Linked DNA regions of Mus musculus: region 2 is linked to region 1. A link is a contact called in public capture Hi-C data. All regions are on one chromosome and are shown on one strand. Each heading gives the region's core, a stretch centred on a gene start, on an enhancer-like site or on the middle of the called end of the contact. The rest is flanking DNA. Distances are from core to core; before and after follow the strand shown. Region 1 has its middle 26 kb from the start of Gm6639. Region 2 overlaps Atp11b (ATPase, class VI, type 11B).

Evidence for each region. Capture Hi-C pulls out chosen DNA fragments and counts their contacts.
Region 2: a contact with region 1 is called in a capture Hi-C map of embryonic stem cells, with 4 times the contacts expected there. The contact joins two enhancer-like sites. A contact is called at or near these places in 2 of 15 datasets of contacts at CTCF or cohesin (embryonic stem cells and pro-B cells), 39 of 484 Hi-C or Micro-C datasets (B cells, CD4 T cells, CD8 T cells and 26 more), 7 of 115 datasets of contacts at active chromatin or transcription factors (CD8 T cells, acute myeloid leukemia, bone marrow-derived dendritic cells and 2 more) and 3 of 9 other capture datasets (adipose tissue, embryonic stem cells and liver).

The regions. Positions count from the first base shown.
Region 1 is chr3:35,688,829-35,696,295 of GRCm38.p6, forward strand. No RefSeq gene overlaps it. Among named protein-coding and RNA genes, the nearest start is that of Gm6639, 26 kb to the left of the region's middle. Within about 2 kb of position 4,348, at least 45 of the 459 cell types and tissues checked have an H3K27ac peak or open chromatin away from gene starts, as enhancers often do.
Region 2 is chr3:35,798,740-35,806,206 of GRCm38.p6, forward strand. Atp11b (ATPase, class VI, type 11B) reads left to right here. Exons shown (of 30, transcript NM_029570.4): 10 at 1,745-1,826; 11 at 6,995-7,145. Among named protein-coding and RNA genes, the nearest start is that of Atp11b, 48 kb to the left of the region's middle. Within about 2 kb of position 3,447, at least 2 of the 459 cell types and tissues checked have an H3K27ac peak or open chromatin away from gene starts, as enhancers often do.

The sequences.
Region 1 (7,467 bases), core at 3,098-5,597:
ATATTACATTTGAAAAAAGAAATTAAGGTATAGCACACACACACAAAAGTACTATAGGTTCCTTGTTTCAATTCATTGAGAGCGTGGCAATGAAGCTGGTCTAAGTAGGTGCAATTCTGCCCGCTTAGCATAAGGTGGCACCAAAGTATGCTTCAACCTATGGTTCCAGTTAGGTAATGCTTTGAGAAGCCGTGAGTTTGCCTGGTTATGAACTGCGGCACACCTGAACCATAAGCAGGCAAGAGACTGAGGTAGGAGCTTTGGACAAGGTCTAGGAATACAAAAGTCTGTTTAAGTGTCTTGGCCCATAGCTTCTCCAAAGTTTGTGTGCCTTAAATGTCTAGAAATGGGTAAGACAAGGAACATTCCATTGCAAATGTGTCTAAAAGTCACCTTCTAGGGCTCATGCCCCTTCAGCTTTAAAAACTCCGGGGAGCTAAGGAATGCTGAAATCAGGAAAAACAGCCTTACCCAGGGAGGACCACAGTAATGGGCTACCCAATATCAAACGGTCAGCTCTGAAAATATGTGCATACAAGTAACAGTATATAGACTGAGCAGGTTGTATTTATGTATTTAGGAATGTGTGTGTGTGTGTGTACATGTATGTGTAATAGCAATTAAAGAAAAAAGATCATGAATTTGAAAAAGAGCAAAGTAGGCAGGGGGTATATGGGTGGGTTTGCGGAAAGAAAAAGGAAAGGGGAAATGATATAATTAAATATACTCTCAAAAAATTTTTAAATTATGGATAAAGAGTCACCTTCCAGTAAAGCGCCAATACGACTTCAGCAAAAGTATTTAGCTTCTTCCAGGAAGCTATGCTGTTTTTCTGTTATGCTAAAAACAAACAAATGGGAAAGAAAGGGAGAGGAAGCAGCAAAGAGCAGTAGCTCACTTGGTAGAGTACTTGCCTTGGTAGGCCTTGGCACACACAAAGGCCTGGGTTCGATGCCTGGCACAGTGTAAACCCAGCATGGAAGTGCTCACTGTTATCCCACCAAAGAAGAGACAGAAGCAGAAACATGAGAAGCTTAGGGTTATCCTTAGTCCACATGGTAAATTCAAGGCTAGCCTGGGCTATCTGAGGTCCTACCAAGAAAGAGGGGGGGGAGGGGGAAGGGAGGGAGGGAGGGAGGGAGGGAGGGAGGGAGGGAGGGAGGGAGGGAGGGAGGGAGGGAGAGAATGGGAGAGGGAACCTAAATAAACAGACTTTGAATCTACTTTAAATCAATAGCCCTTGACCAAGTGGGAAAAGGGCAAAAGGGAAGAGAGACTTCGTTAGATAGTTTGGTGGATGCTCCTGGAGAACTGCTCTCTGAGAAAGATTGTAGCCTGAGATAACATAATTAGCCTCTGTGGCCTACTTTCTGTGTGTGTGTGTGTGTGTGTGTGTGTGTGTGTGTGTGTGTGTGTGTTTACGCGCATGCGTGAGGGGGCATCCCTGTCTTTCTGTTGTCCCCACTGAGAGGTTACCTTTCACTTCCTCCTCCAAAGGATCCCACCACCACCCCCTCCCCATCCTCTCTCTTGTATGAGACTTGTTGGTTGGTGTGATTTCTGCAGCATTCCATGGCCCCTATCTGCCAAGGAATTTTTCCAAGGCTAAACCCTAACACTGATACCTTGGCTCAGAAGGTGCCTGTACTCCCGCTAGCTCAGGGTTTGAGCCACACCAGGACCCTAGCTACAGGTGTCACCTGCAACAGACCCACTTTCTAGCCCACTGATTGATTGGCCCTCCATCCATCACCAGAAAATTTTGGGTATTTCTAGCTAGAGTAAATAGAATTAAAGTTAAACTTTAAGAAACTAAATTTCTTTTATCCAGATGATACTGAATAATTAGAATATATATACACGTGTAGACACATAAGTGTACACAGAGAGACAGTGAAAACCCTTGACTCTTTTAAATACTAGTTTTGAATAAGGGAGAGGTTTAGGGTAAGCAAACAGTGATAACACCAACAAATACATGCTTAAACAAAAGGACATAAAATCTTCATGTGTAACCTCACTAAAACCAAGATTAGTATCATTTTATCATTAGAAATATACCAGATAAGATATTAATTATCATGAGCATGTTTTTTAAAACTCTAATTCCAAAAGAGACATGAAAAAGGAAGAAAACTGTTTAGTTACTTGGGCTTCTCAGTTGCCAATGAGTATCATCCGGCATTGTCAAAGTCCACGAGGATGTGCTCACAGATGGCGTGAGATCTCACCACCTCAAGTTTCACAGTATGGAAGGGAGTTAGAAGTACCTGGGTACAGTCCTGACCTTTTCATCAGAGTGCAGTCCTTAACATAATTTCTTTCTGTTGTGTGATGAATGAAATAGTCTTTGAAGACAAATTACTTGATAAATGAGGCAGTGTTTGTAGACAAAGGCTATGCTGTGGCCACTGCCTGAGGTGTGTAGCCAACCTTGATGATCAGTCCATATACACATGCCCACAGGCCTTTCAGCAACCATAATGGAAAGAGTGTTCATCTCTTAGGAGTCACAAATACATTGTTTTTGTGACAAGAGCTCACTGTGTAGCCCTGGCTGATCTGGAATCCATCGTAGAGATCTGACTGGCCTTGAACTCAAAGATCTGCTTGCCTCTGCCTCTAAAAGTGTGTGTGTTCCACCAGGCCCTGCCACAATCAATAAAAACAAAAACTAATATAGTGTTTGATTATAGAAAGTAGTGTTTCTCTTTGAAGAGCCTACTTTAAAGCTCTTCTACCTGGGCTTCTGTCTTTAGTTTTACAAGATGATGATTTTAAGGAGAGTACCCAAATCTCTGTTCACATGTCCCCAAATCATGTTCACATTCCCCTCTGCCTATCATGGTCATAAGGAGACCTAGTAAGGCTGAGGAGTATTGAAGAGTCTGAGGACTCCCCAAACCTAAGTCACTCTCAAGCAGTATTAAACCAAATAAATTTATATTGAAGACAAAATAAATAAATAAATAAATAAATAAATAAAGGATTCATGACACATTAACTGTAGGAGGAAAATAATTTAAATGTGTTCTGTGCACAAAACACAGAAGGGCACATTGAGACTCTTGACGATGTCAGACTTTATTAAATAATGATAAATTCACAAGCTATGTTGCTTTTGCTGGCTACGGTTTACCTGGGTGTCCCAGTTTCCCTTGATAGCAGACTATTGGCAACACACATTACTTTATTCCGGTCTTAATCACTAACATCAACTCTCAGATCTGACATTGTACTTCAGACTCACAAGTGTGCATACATGTGTATGTGCATGTGTGTGTCTGTATGCATGTAAATTGCAGAATGGCTACTAATGGGTTAATGAAGTGGTATAGTTCAAAGAGGGCTTTACAAAAAAATTGGTACAGATGCAGGTACTGCAGGTAGTTTTAAAATCCAGTTGGAGAGCAAGCCGGTGGCACTGAGCTGAATCATGGGACCACAAGGTAGGGCAGAAACGCAGGACGACAGTGGTGAAGACCTGGTCCATAGGTATAGACAGACAGACCAACAGATGGCAACTCATAAGGGATGTTTCAAGAAGTAAGGAGCTTGCTGGGCTGAAGCTCAAGAAGTCTCTGCCCCCATACCAGACAAGTGGATGACCGTTGCTGGGACTGTCATCATCATGGTATTGAGTGTCTGTTAGTGGGGTCTAGGTAAGGAGATCTCACCCTTCCTTGGCCTGTGTGTTTGAGGGTTTCTTGGGTCTGGATTTTTCTGTTGTGGTTTCAAATCTACTTTGATAAGTTTATAATTGGTACCTTTTTTAAGAATCAGTTATCTGCGGGGCCTAGCAAACACATAAGTGGATGCTCACAGTCAGCTATTGGATGGATCACAGGGCCCCCAATGGAGGAGCTAGAGAAAATACCCAAGGAGCTAAAGGGATCTGCAACCCTATAGGTGGAACAACATTATGAATTAACCAGTAACCCGGAGCTCTTGACTCTAGCTGCATATGTATCAAAAGATGGCCTAGTCAGCCATCACTGCAAAGAGAGGCCCATTGGACTTGCAAACTTTATATGCCCCAGTACAGGGGAACACCAGGGCCAAAAAGGGGGAGTGGGTGGGTAGGGGAGTGGGGGGGAGGGTATGGGGGACTTTTGGGATAGCATTGGAATGAGGAAAATACCTAATAAAAAAATTAAAAAAAAAAAGAATCAGTTATCTGGCAGTCTGTGCTTCCGGTGGTATCTACGTGGACAGTCATGTTGCCTCTGAATTTGCTGCTTTGTAAAATGGAGTCACCCAGGGCACAGCTTTCACATAACAGAGGAGAGCACAGCCTGAACCTCTAGCGAGAGCACGTGATTTAAAAGAATCCACATGAGTACAGTGCCCTCAGAGGCCAGAAGAGGGTGCCATAGTCCCTGGAGCTGGGTAGAATTATAGGTATCAGACATGAATGCTAGAAACTGAACTCACGTTCTCTGGAAGAACAGGAAGTTCTCTTAACTGCTGAGCCATCTCTCCAGCCCTTGCTTTCCTGTTTTCATTGATAGGCTTACGTTAAGCAAGCCTTTGCTCACTATGCCTGTCTTTTCCCATGATACATCTGCTATTAATCATGTGCATGCCCGATCATGTATAAGCATACGATGGTAAGTAGATGTTCTTCCTACAAGTTCACACACAGGACACACTTTACCTCTCTGGGAGTCATCGGAGACCGGCTGGATCGATCAATCCACTGTTCCCAGATGTGCTTACTGTCTTTTGAGCCCTCATCTGTCTCTCCGCCCTTGAGCTTACATTTCCATTGAGATACCCTTGATGAAATCACCAACTCTGCTTCATAAATTGGCAAATCTTAAAGTTCTTTCAGCGACTGAGTTAAGGTTCATAAAAGTCCCAAGGGTGCTAAAGGTGACGTGTGTCCTCGTCTTCCCGCCTCCGGTGACGTCATCGCTAAGACTCTTGAAGTGTGATTCCTGTGAATAGTCTACACCTGTACTTCCGGCTGTGTCTTACTTTCGTCGGAGCAACACTCTTTCTTTCAGGCCTCTGTGTAAGCCTGTATGAAAACAATTAACAAAATCTCTGCTCCAACAGTCCTGAAATTCTTGCTATTGAAGTCCCATTTCCGCCTGACATCTTGGTCCTTAAACATCTTGGGTAGCTAGCTGCTCAGGCTAGGATGGCGGTGTAGAGCTTTGTCTCTGACCCCTCACTACTGGCACCTCCCACCCCGGTTGTCTTCAGGAGGATGTCATGAGCTAACTTAGTAAAAGGCCTGGGGAAAGCATAAATAGCCCTGGTCAAGGTAGGGTCCTGCAGATCACTGACCTGCAAATCATTGTCTCCTGCAAGGACAAGGTGCAAACCAGTTTCTAGCGACAAGTGCCCCTCTGGTTAGCTACAGGCTTGAAACTTTTTCTTCTGGTAGTATGAGATTCCCGAGAGCATCCCGATTTTAGGGGTGGTCACTCTGTCATAATTTGATAGCCAAAGTAAGGAACAAAAGAATCCTTTAGATCCTTTGTCAGTCCATTTATAAAATTCCTGGAATGTGCCACTTCGGCATGAGTGTTGTTTGGAGTGGAAGGTATTTGAAAAGCAGCAGATGCTGAAGGAAAGGAATCCCCTTCATTCCCTTCTCCTTGCATACAGGAGAATAAAAAAAAAAAAAAAACCTACACTGAAGACTAGGCAAAAAAGAATGCCTCTCAATGGGGAGGCACAACAAACAGGATTCTGTACAAACAAACCCTGCTAAAACAATTCCTATTTTCCTTTAGCCTCCTACAGAATTTACTTCTCTGTACTCGTGTCTCTGTTCAACTTAATATAAAAGCATTCGAACGTCACCCCTTCCCTGATGTTTAGTTCTCAGTCGGAGCTCCCCAGTCCACAAAACTAAGATTAAATACTTATGTTCTCCTCTTACTTTTTTCATGTGTCAAATTAGTTCTTGAGCCCAGCAGGGAAGCATGAGAAGGCAGTGATAAAATTCTGCTTTTCCGACTCAAAACATTATTTGAATTCATCCCATTATGTGTTGCCTCAAAGACATACAGTTAAAAAAAAATTGAAACACTGAAATTAATGACTGATATATTTAATTTTGAGATTTATTTTTTAATAATGTGTATGTGGGGGAGGATGTGGTGGTGCCCATGATGGGTAGTAGCATCAGACCTTCCTGGGGCTTACAGATGGTGTGGGTGCTGGGAACTGAATTCCTACCCTCTACAACAACAGTATACAGTTTACTGCTGAGCCCACTCTCTGGTGGCATATAGGCTGATTTCTGATTAAGCAAATAAAGTAACCACATACTTTCCTTCTTATTTAAATCCTGACAATACCACTAAATGAAGAAAAATGAATATCTGTAGGAAGGAAGAAAATGCTGGGAAGATAGATGACTTAGATGATGGGAAAGAGGATCTAAGTTCAAGCTCCCAGAAGCCACTTGGAAAAGCCCTGTATGGCAGCACACACTGTAACCCAGTTGAGGCTGTAGTGACAGGAGGAATCCTGGCTTGCAAGCCAGCTAGTCTACACAAATCAAAAGGCCTCAGGTTCAGTGAGAAACCCTGTCTCAAAAATAAGATGGTACTGGCCTTGGTGGTACACATCTTTAACCCCAGAATTTAAGAAGCTGAGGTAGGAGGATTTCTGAATTTCAAGACATCACGGTCTATATAGAAAGACCCTGTCTTAAATAAAAAATTAAGAGGAAAAATAACTGAGAAAGAGGGTACAAAGAAGGAGGGGAAGGAAGAGGAAGAGAAAGAGAAAAAATAACAACAGTAAAAGAGACTAGAAGGGGTATCAGTAGGTGTAACAAGCAGAGTATCTCATCCAAGGAAAAAGAGCTACCGGAACTGAAGAGATCCCTGACAGGAGGAACCTAACTGGACCTGCTGAACCACTGAGAAACTTAGGACTTGGAAGCACCACGGGCCACACAGGGTGGAGATGCTAGCTTTGAATATATTAAGGCAGCAAACTGATTGAAAAACCCAAGTGGAGCATGGACCTCTACCCAAACGTGGCTCCCTGAAACAGAAGCTCCTATGCCGAGTTTGCTTTCATACTGTTCACTTAAAAAACACCGAGCAGGTGGAACTGGGCAGGGCATGGAGCTCTGTGAAGCTTTGGTTCAGTCTCCAGCAGGAAATAAAATTAAACCAAACCCCACAGGGGTTCCCTGAGGAAACTAACTGGGTATCATCTCTCAACACTGGCAATCAATCTGCCCCAAAGGAGATGAGAAAGGGGAACACACTCTCCACGAGGAAACAGCACCCTGCCTAGGGGAAATGCATGACCCAGTAAATCATTTAAAAGATTATGAGAGACTTTTTTGTCACTCAATTGTGCAACTCTTGAGCATTGACTTTGCAGGTGACAGGGTTGTGTTACAGAGCCAAGAGGGTGGACATGCCTGTGAGTGGCACCTGGCCCTTTGCTCTTTACAGCCTCCAAAACATTCCTTGTGCTGTCTTTCTG
Region 2 (7,467 bases), core at 2,197-4,696, 110 kb after region 1:
TGGAGGTGCTGGGTACTGAACTCAGGTCTAGCACACAACAGGCACACGCTCTGTATCCCTCCAGACAGCATCCCAACCTCTGTAATGGACCTTTAACAGCATAGCATTTTATGCTCCTTTGATTGCATATTACTTTATTAAGTGATAATTTTCTTTAATTTAAGGTTTGTTTTAATATTGAATTTTGTCATTGTTGTTAATCTCTCCTGTGAGTAGTACTTGAGGCTTTCTTGTACTGTGTTTGTGCATAACTATCAAGTTGAATACTAAGAAAATGATTCTGGTATACTTGAAGTAACATGGATACAATCTGTGCTTTTTAGTATCACAGTAGTAATCCACACTTCTTCAATTTTGTTATGGTTATCCTTCAGTTGAATTAATAATTGCAGACATACTATGATATCAACAATTTCTTACTGAATGTGGAAAGGGTACTTTTTGGAACATACACTCTATTACTCAAAATGAAGAATAGTAGTGCCCTTGCCGTATAGAAGCCAGGCCTAAAAGGCCACAGATTATATGCTCCCTTTCATTTGGAACACCTCACATAGTATATCCAGAATGATGAAGCGCTAAATGATCTCCAGGAGTTAAAGAAAGAAAGAGAAATAGACATTTAATGGGTCCAGCCATTTTAAAGTGATTCAAGTATTCTCTAGGTAGAAAAGATGACTCCACATGATGTGAATGTGTTATCACCACTCTGACTATACATGTTAAATAAAATAGGTTGTATGTTGATGTTACATGTATTTTGTTACCATTTAAAAAAATTATAACAATGTTTCACTATCTGAAACTAGAATAAATCTCCAGGACTTTTAATTTTTCTCATGAGACACTGAATCTTTTATGACTTTCTGGGAGTAATGCTTTTTGTTCTTGTTACTTTAAAGTAGGGGTCCAAACTCTGCTTAGTTTTAGAAGCAAAGGTGTATTTGAATGCTTTTAAGTGGGTCTGTTGTTTGCCTTAGAACCCTTTTCACTGTTGTTTTATTTTGAAGAGATTTTTTTCCCTCAAATTGTATGGTTTCAGTGTTATTTTTCATTTTAATTATGACCCCAAATTTAAAGAATAAGTATTTTTAAAATTCCAAGTCAGATAGTTACTAAAAGGACGCAGTTGATTCTAGGTTGTTTCTTTCACATTATTTAGGGATGGGAATCAACATTTAGAGCATTTAGGGATGGGAATCAACATTTAGAGCTTGCTCTTGCCTGATTAGTTTCATTCTGCAGTTTTAGTCCCACTATTGTGGCTGGTCTCTTTTATCTCAGGGTCTCCCATAGCTTTTATGAATGCTTACCTCATTTACTCTGAAAGACATTAATATCATTCATTCTTCAGTACTTAAGGAATGATATGTTCATTCCAGACTCTCTGACATGCTGGGTCTTTAGCGTAGTGCATAGCTCCAGTTTAACAGAAGTGTTTTTCTGTTGTTGCTGTTATTGGTTGCTTTAGCACCAAATGCAGTGGCTATCTATTGTTCCATCCTCATCTCCCACCAGTCTCAACTCCTAACATCTTTCACCCAGATAATTTGTTATGACTGAGAAACAAAACTTCACCTATGCAGGTTAAATGTCTAGATCACCAAAATTGTAAGCTTAGCAGGCTTTAAAGCTGTGAAAAAGACTCAAGGAAATGTCAAATCATAGAAACTCTTATACAGTGCTTTTTCTTCAAAGCTTTCATATTAGTAAGTGCATTTAAAATGGCAGTTTTATTTTATAGGTGTGGCTGTATACACTGGAATGGAAACTAAGATGGCACTAAATTACAAGAGCAAGTCACAGAAAAGATCTGCAGTAGAAAAGTAAGAAAACTTTCATAATTATATGTGTATCTTATATATGTATAACATATATGAAAATAGACTTTTCAGGAGCTAGAGAGATGACTCAGTGGTTAAGAACACTGTTGCTCTTGCAGACAATCTGGTTTGGTTCCCAGCACCCACATGGTGGCTCAGAACCATTTTAAACTCTGTTCTAAGGGATCTCCATGGACATTAATGATATATACAGTGCAATTACACACATGCAGGCAAGATACTCATACACATAAAAATAAGTCCTTTAAAAGGGTATTTCATATTACATATAAAAATGATATTCTTATTGGATAAAGATGATGTTTTATGTTTTTGTATATATTTAGCATTTTACATAGTATTGATTTGACTGTTAGTATGAAAATATGACCAAATATAGTGTAGGTTATGAGGCAGTAGTTTTGAATAAAACACTTGGTGTGCAAGAATGAGAACCTGAATTAAGACACCCACTACTCATATAAAAAGCTGGTTGTGGTGGCATGTACCTGTAACCTTCTATGTAGAGACAGGAAGATCACAGGAGCTTGCCAGTCAGCTAGTTTAGCAGAAATAGTGAACTCTGCATTTAGTGTGAAACTCTTGTCTCAAGAAATAAGGTACACACCAAGAGAGGGACATACCAATATTAAGCATGCATACACCATAACACATACATGTCTGTGTATCAGTACAGGCATGCAAATCCACATACACATGCACACATACACATGCGCACACACACACACGCACACACACAAGTAATGTTGCACATGGTGATGGCATTCCAGCAATCTTAGAAGGCAGAGACAGGAAGATCATGAGTTTCAGACTACCCTGGGCTAGTAACCAAAAGAAGGTCAAAACTAGCAATGAGTCCAATCCTGAAGATGATTGGCGGAAGTGGGAGAAGTAAAAAAAGCAAAAGTCTAAGCTGTATTTCTTTATGTGGTTGAATTGTTAGAGGACAGGGTTTAACACTGGAAGAGCACCTAGAAAGTTAGGAGAAAATAGATAAGATAGCATAGGAAACAATGGACTTTAAAACTAATACATAAAGCCTGCCTAAATTCTTGCATGGCTGATAAACCTGTGTAGGTACAAGTTGACAATAAACAAACAAAACCTAGCAGAATGCTGGGGCGTGGGGAGGAGCTAAACAGAATTTGACTTTCACCAGTTGCAGTGAAGTTAGGTGCTTAAAGTTAACTGTCCACTAGAACACAAATCAACACTCTTCTGAAGAACGTGAAAATCTATAGACTCTGCGACCTGTTATATATAATACCCAGAGTGAGGTTTTTAATAAAAGTGCGGGAGCAGAGAGCTTTTGCTAGTGAGAGGACATACACTAGGACCATGGGCTCAGTCTCCAGCATCCAAAAATAATGATTATTGAATGAAACAGAATTGTAAAGATAGATGTCATATAAAGATGTTTAGGATCTGGACTTAAGCACCTTTAAAAAAAAAAACCCAAAAAAGTATAACTCTTGAACGACAAAGTTAATTAAATAACTCCATGTAAATTAAAAATGTTTTCAACTCCTCTTGAAAGGATGGAAAGACAAGCTACAGACAGGGGGAAATGTTTGCAAACCACAAACTTAAACCAAACAGTAATACAAAGATTCAGTTAGATGTTATCAAAAAACATGAATCACAGGTCATCAAAGGAGTTGTAGGTGACAAATGAAGAGATAAATATGCTGAGTCAACATCACTGGCTGTTATACAATATCACCAGAACGACAGTGAGGATAACTCACCACTTAAACAAGACTAAAGGAGTACTCTGTTAATAAGAGTTAGAAGGAAGCAGAGGGACTAGATCTCATACACTGTTGGTAGGGGTGCATCAGAATAGACTACTAAGTTGTTATAATTGGTACAAAAATCAAGTTCAAAGATTACATACTGCATATTTCCAGTTGTGTGACTTTTTCAAAATTAAAAGGCTGTATAGGTTGGGAACAGATTATTGCTGCCAGGGGACAGAGATTCAGTGTGGGGTAAGTGCGAATAGAAAGAGAGAAGGAATTCTAAGATGTGGCTCACCAATTAAGAACACTTGTTGATCTTTAGAGGACCTGGGTTTGGTTCCCAGCACCCAATGGTGGCTCCTAACCATTTGTAATTCCATTCTATAGTATCTCACACCTTTTGATATCCACAGGTACCAGATACCTGTGCAGATATATAATATGCATGCAAAACACACATACACACAAGATAAAATAAAAAATGATTAAAATTTTTGTTTTGTTTTGTTTTTGTTTTTTGAGGCAGAGTCTCTCTATGTAACTCTGGATATACTGGAACTCACTATGTGGACTAGGCCTACCTTGAGCTCAGAGAAAACTACCTGCCTCTGCCTTCAGTGTGCTGGGGTTAAAGGTGTATGTCATCATGCTGGGCCCCAGATAAAAATATTTTTATACATTTACATATTCATCTATATTTATATGTAGATACATATATATTTATACATCTATATTTACATATGTAAAGTGATGATGGGACAGTTCCTGGTAATGGCAGTTAATCTGTATATGGAATTAATTGCATGCAAATAAGTTCAGGTTTTATAAATGTGAACCTTAATCAAATCTAATTCCCTGGTCATTGTGGATTATTTGTTTTATTCTTTTGAACCAAATAATTTGATATTTTAAAATGTGAGTAGTCCTAAAGTTGAAGTACCAAATAATACTATGCCTAACACATGATCAAGTAGAGAAAGAGCCACCTCTTCTTATGCCTCTACTTCCCATGTGTTCTTACAGTCATCTGGTTGTACTAGGATTTATGCTGGAGGCTATGTAAGAGTAAATATGTCCTTAGTTAGAAAAAAAGGTAAAGTATGGGAGGCCTAGGGAGAAAAGCCAGGAATGCAGGTATTTTTCTACCCTGCAGAGTTTTTGTGAAAACTTTGACTTATGTTTTTCTTGCATTCTCACTAGGCATGAAGTTCATCACACCATTGTAATTATGTTTCTATACATTTTAATTGTTTAATGAAAAAATTTCTTTACTTACATGAATATTTTGTTTTTCTGACTTAAAATTGGACATTGTATTAAGGTTGCTCAATGAATGAAAGAGGGTTTCTGAATTCTTTACTTTTGGTGATTTGATGAAATTATTAAGTTATCTCTAGGTTTGGAGTTTTGTCCCTAGAGAGGATCTCACAATATCTTCAATCTTTCTATTTATTTATTTATTTTCAGATTTTTGAAACAGGGTTTCTCTGTATAACCCTGCTTGTCCAGGAACTCACTCTGTAGACCAGGTTGGCCTCAAACTCAAAAATTCTCCTGCCTCTGCCTCCCAAGTGCTGGGATTAAAGGTGTGTGCCACCATTGCCCAGCTTTTTTTATTTTTTAAAAAGCTAGATGTTTAGGATTTGGTTAAGGTAGTAGATGTAACAGAAGTTTTGAAAAACATTTAATGCTATATAAATGTTAATTTTAGCTGTTATAATTAGATAAACCTGAAAATCTGAGAATAGTTGTAGTAAAAGCCAGTGACCCAAACTTACTGTAACATTGTATATATTGGTTTATTTATTCCTGATACAGCTTTTAAAAATATTTTCTAGAATTTCATACTTGAGTACTTATGTCATTTCACCACACCCTCTTCTCTCTAGCTTCGCCCACAACATCCCTTATCCATCTCAAATTTAAGAACTCTTCTTGTTATTTTTATTAAATGTACAAACACGTGAATTTTAATACAACTTGCTGAGATCAATTATTGTTCATATATATGCATTTAGGGTTACTACTTCAAATTGGATAACTTATACAGGACATATCTCTAGAGAAGAGTGATTACCCCTCTCTTAGTGACTTGTAATTCCTGTAGCACTGTATCTTGGAGTGGGACCTTGACATATTTCCCCATCCATATTGGCATACCAGCTGATGATGTCATTCTTCAGGTCACCACGTGATTAAGATTTCATGGATGTAGTCCCCTGTCATATATAGAAGACACTGTCTGTTGTGACTTCTTTTGGAAAGACACAACACACATGTCTACTCACTCCAGATACAACACCCCAAAGTAGAGATACCACCAAAATCCAACTTGGTGAACCAATGAATTTTATTGGACTTATGGGAATGTGGGCAAGAGGTTACTTTCAGAAGCAATAATGACTTAAAGATACCTGCATGCATCACCAAAGCCCACCCCAGGACATCAAACTGGGAACCTGGAGCATACTGCACAGCTTGCAGACATCTCAACAATTTCCAAAGTGTTCTTTCCAAGTGACTCAACTTGGTCTAAACTTCTTCCAGGCAGCTCAGCTGGTTTCTGCTTCCTCCAGGTGCCAGTCTAGTGCAAGAATCTTTGCAGCTCAACTCTTCTGAGTGGGACTCTCAGCTTTTATTCTCACTATGTCAGGGAGGGGCCTAATGAGTCTGGTTAGCTTCAGGGACTTCCTGAACTCTTTTGAGTTGTTTACTTTCCTGTTTAAGAAGTTTCCCTGCAGGATGGAATGTTTCAGTCTGGGAGGAAACTGTTACATAGTGCCATTTCATAGGAGATGTCCTGGTCTCCTGGCTCTTAAAAATTTTCTGCCCCCTCTTCTACAATGTTCCATGTTGGGGTTATGTGATAGATGGAGCTGGGCACTTCATGGTCAGTTGCTCTGTATTTTGACCAGTTGTGGATTTCTGATAGGTCCTCCATCTGCTGCAAGAAGCTTCTTTGATGAGTGGTGAGAGCTACACTATCTGTACAAACAGCATAGATACTTAGAATGAAGCTAGAAATCATACTAGGTTAGAAAGATTGTTGAGTAGGTTCTCCTCTAGGGTTCATGACCTCACCAGCCACAGATGGCAATATTTACAGTACCTGACATGGATTTCCTCCTATATAGTAGGCTTCAAGTCCAATTAGATGATCCGTGATAACCCCCAAAATATAGGTGTCACTATTGTACTTTGGGATATATCTTGCTATCCTCTTGTGATTCATTAGTTTATAATTGGATTTCTGGTTATTATTTTTTTATTAAATGATCATTTTAAAAAATACTGTTCTTTAAAATGGCTACAATAAAATCTTAAATATTTTGACATATCTAAGTATTAATTTCTAAGCAAATGAACATAAAATTTATTGTTATGTTTATATTCTTTTTCTTGCTTTAGATCAATGAACACATTTTTAATAATTTACCTAATAATACTTATTTCTGAGGCCATCATCAGTACGATCTTGAAATATACCTGGCAAGCTGAAGAAAAATGGGATGAACCTTGGTATAACCAAAAAACAGAACATCAAAGAAACAGTAGTAAGGTATTATGTGTTATTCATGATCCAGCTGTAAAGGAAGTTCTGTGCAAACAGTTGGTGTTGTGGTAGTGACATCTGATGGGGAGGATCAGTGTGACCTCATTACAGAGTCGTATTGACCTCATGTCTCTTTGGAAGAGCAAGCAACATGTTAGCATTGGTGTGCATGCCCTAGTTTAAAGCCTAAGAAGAATACAAAAGCTTATATGTCAAAACATGTGCATTCTACTTCAGTATTACAAATTCAGGACTTTAAAAAAATCGTCTCTTGTACCTTATAAATGAATTAAAGAATACATTTATGTTAATCCATGTCTGAATAATT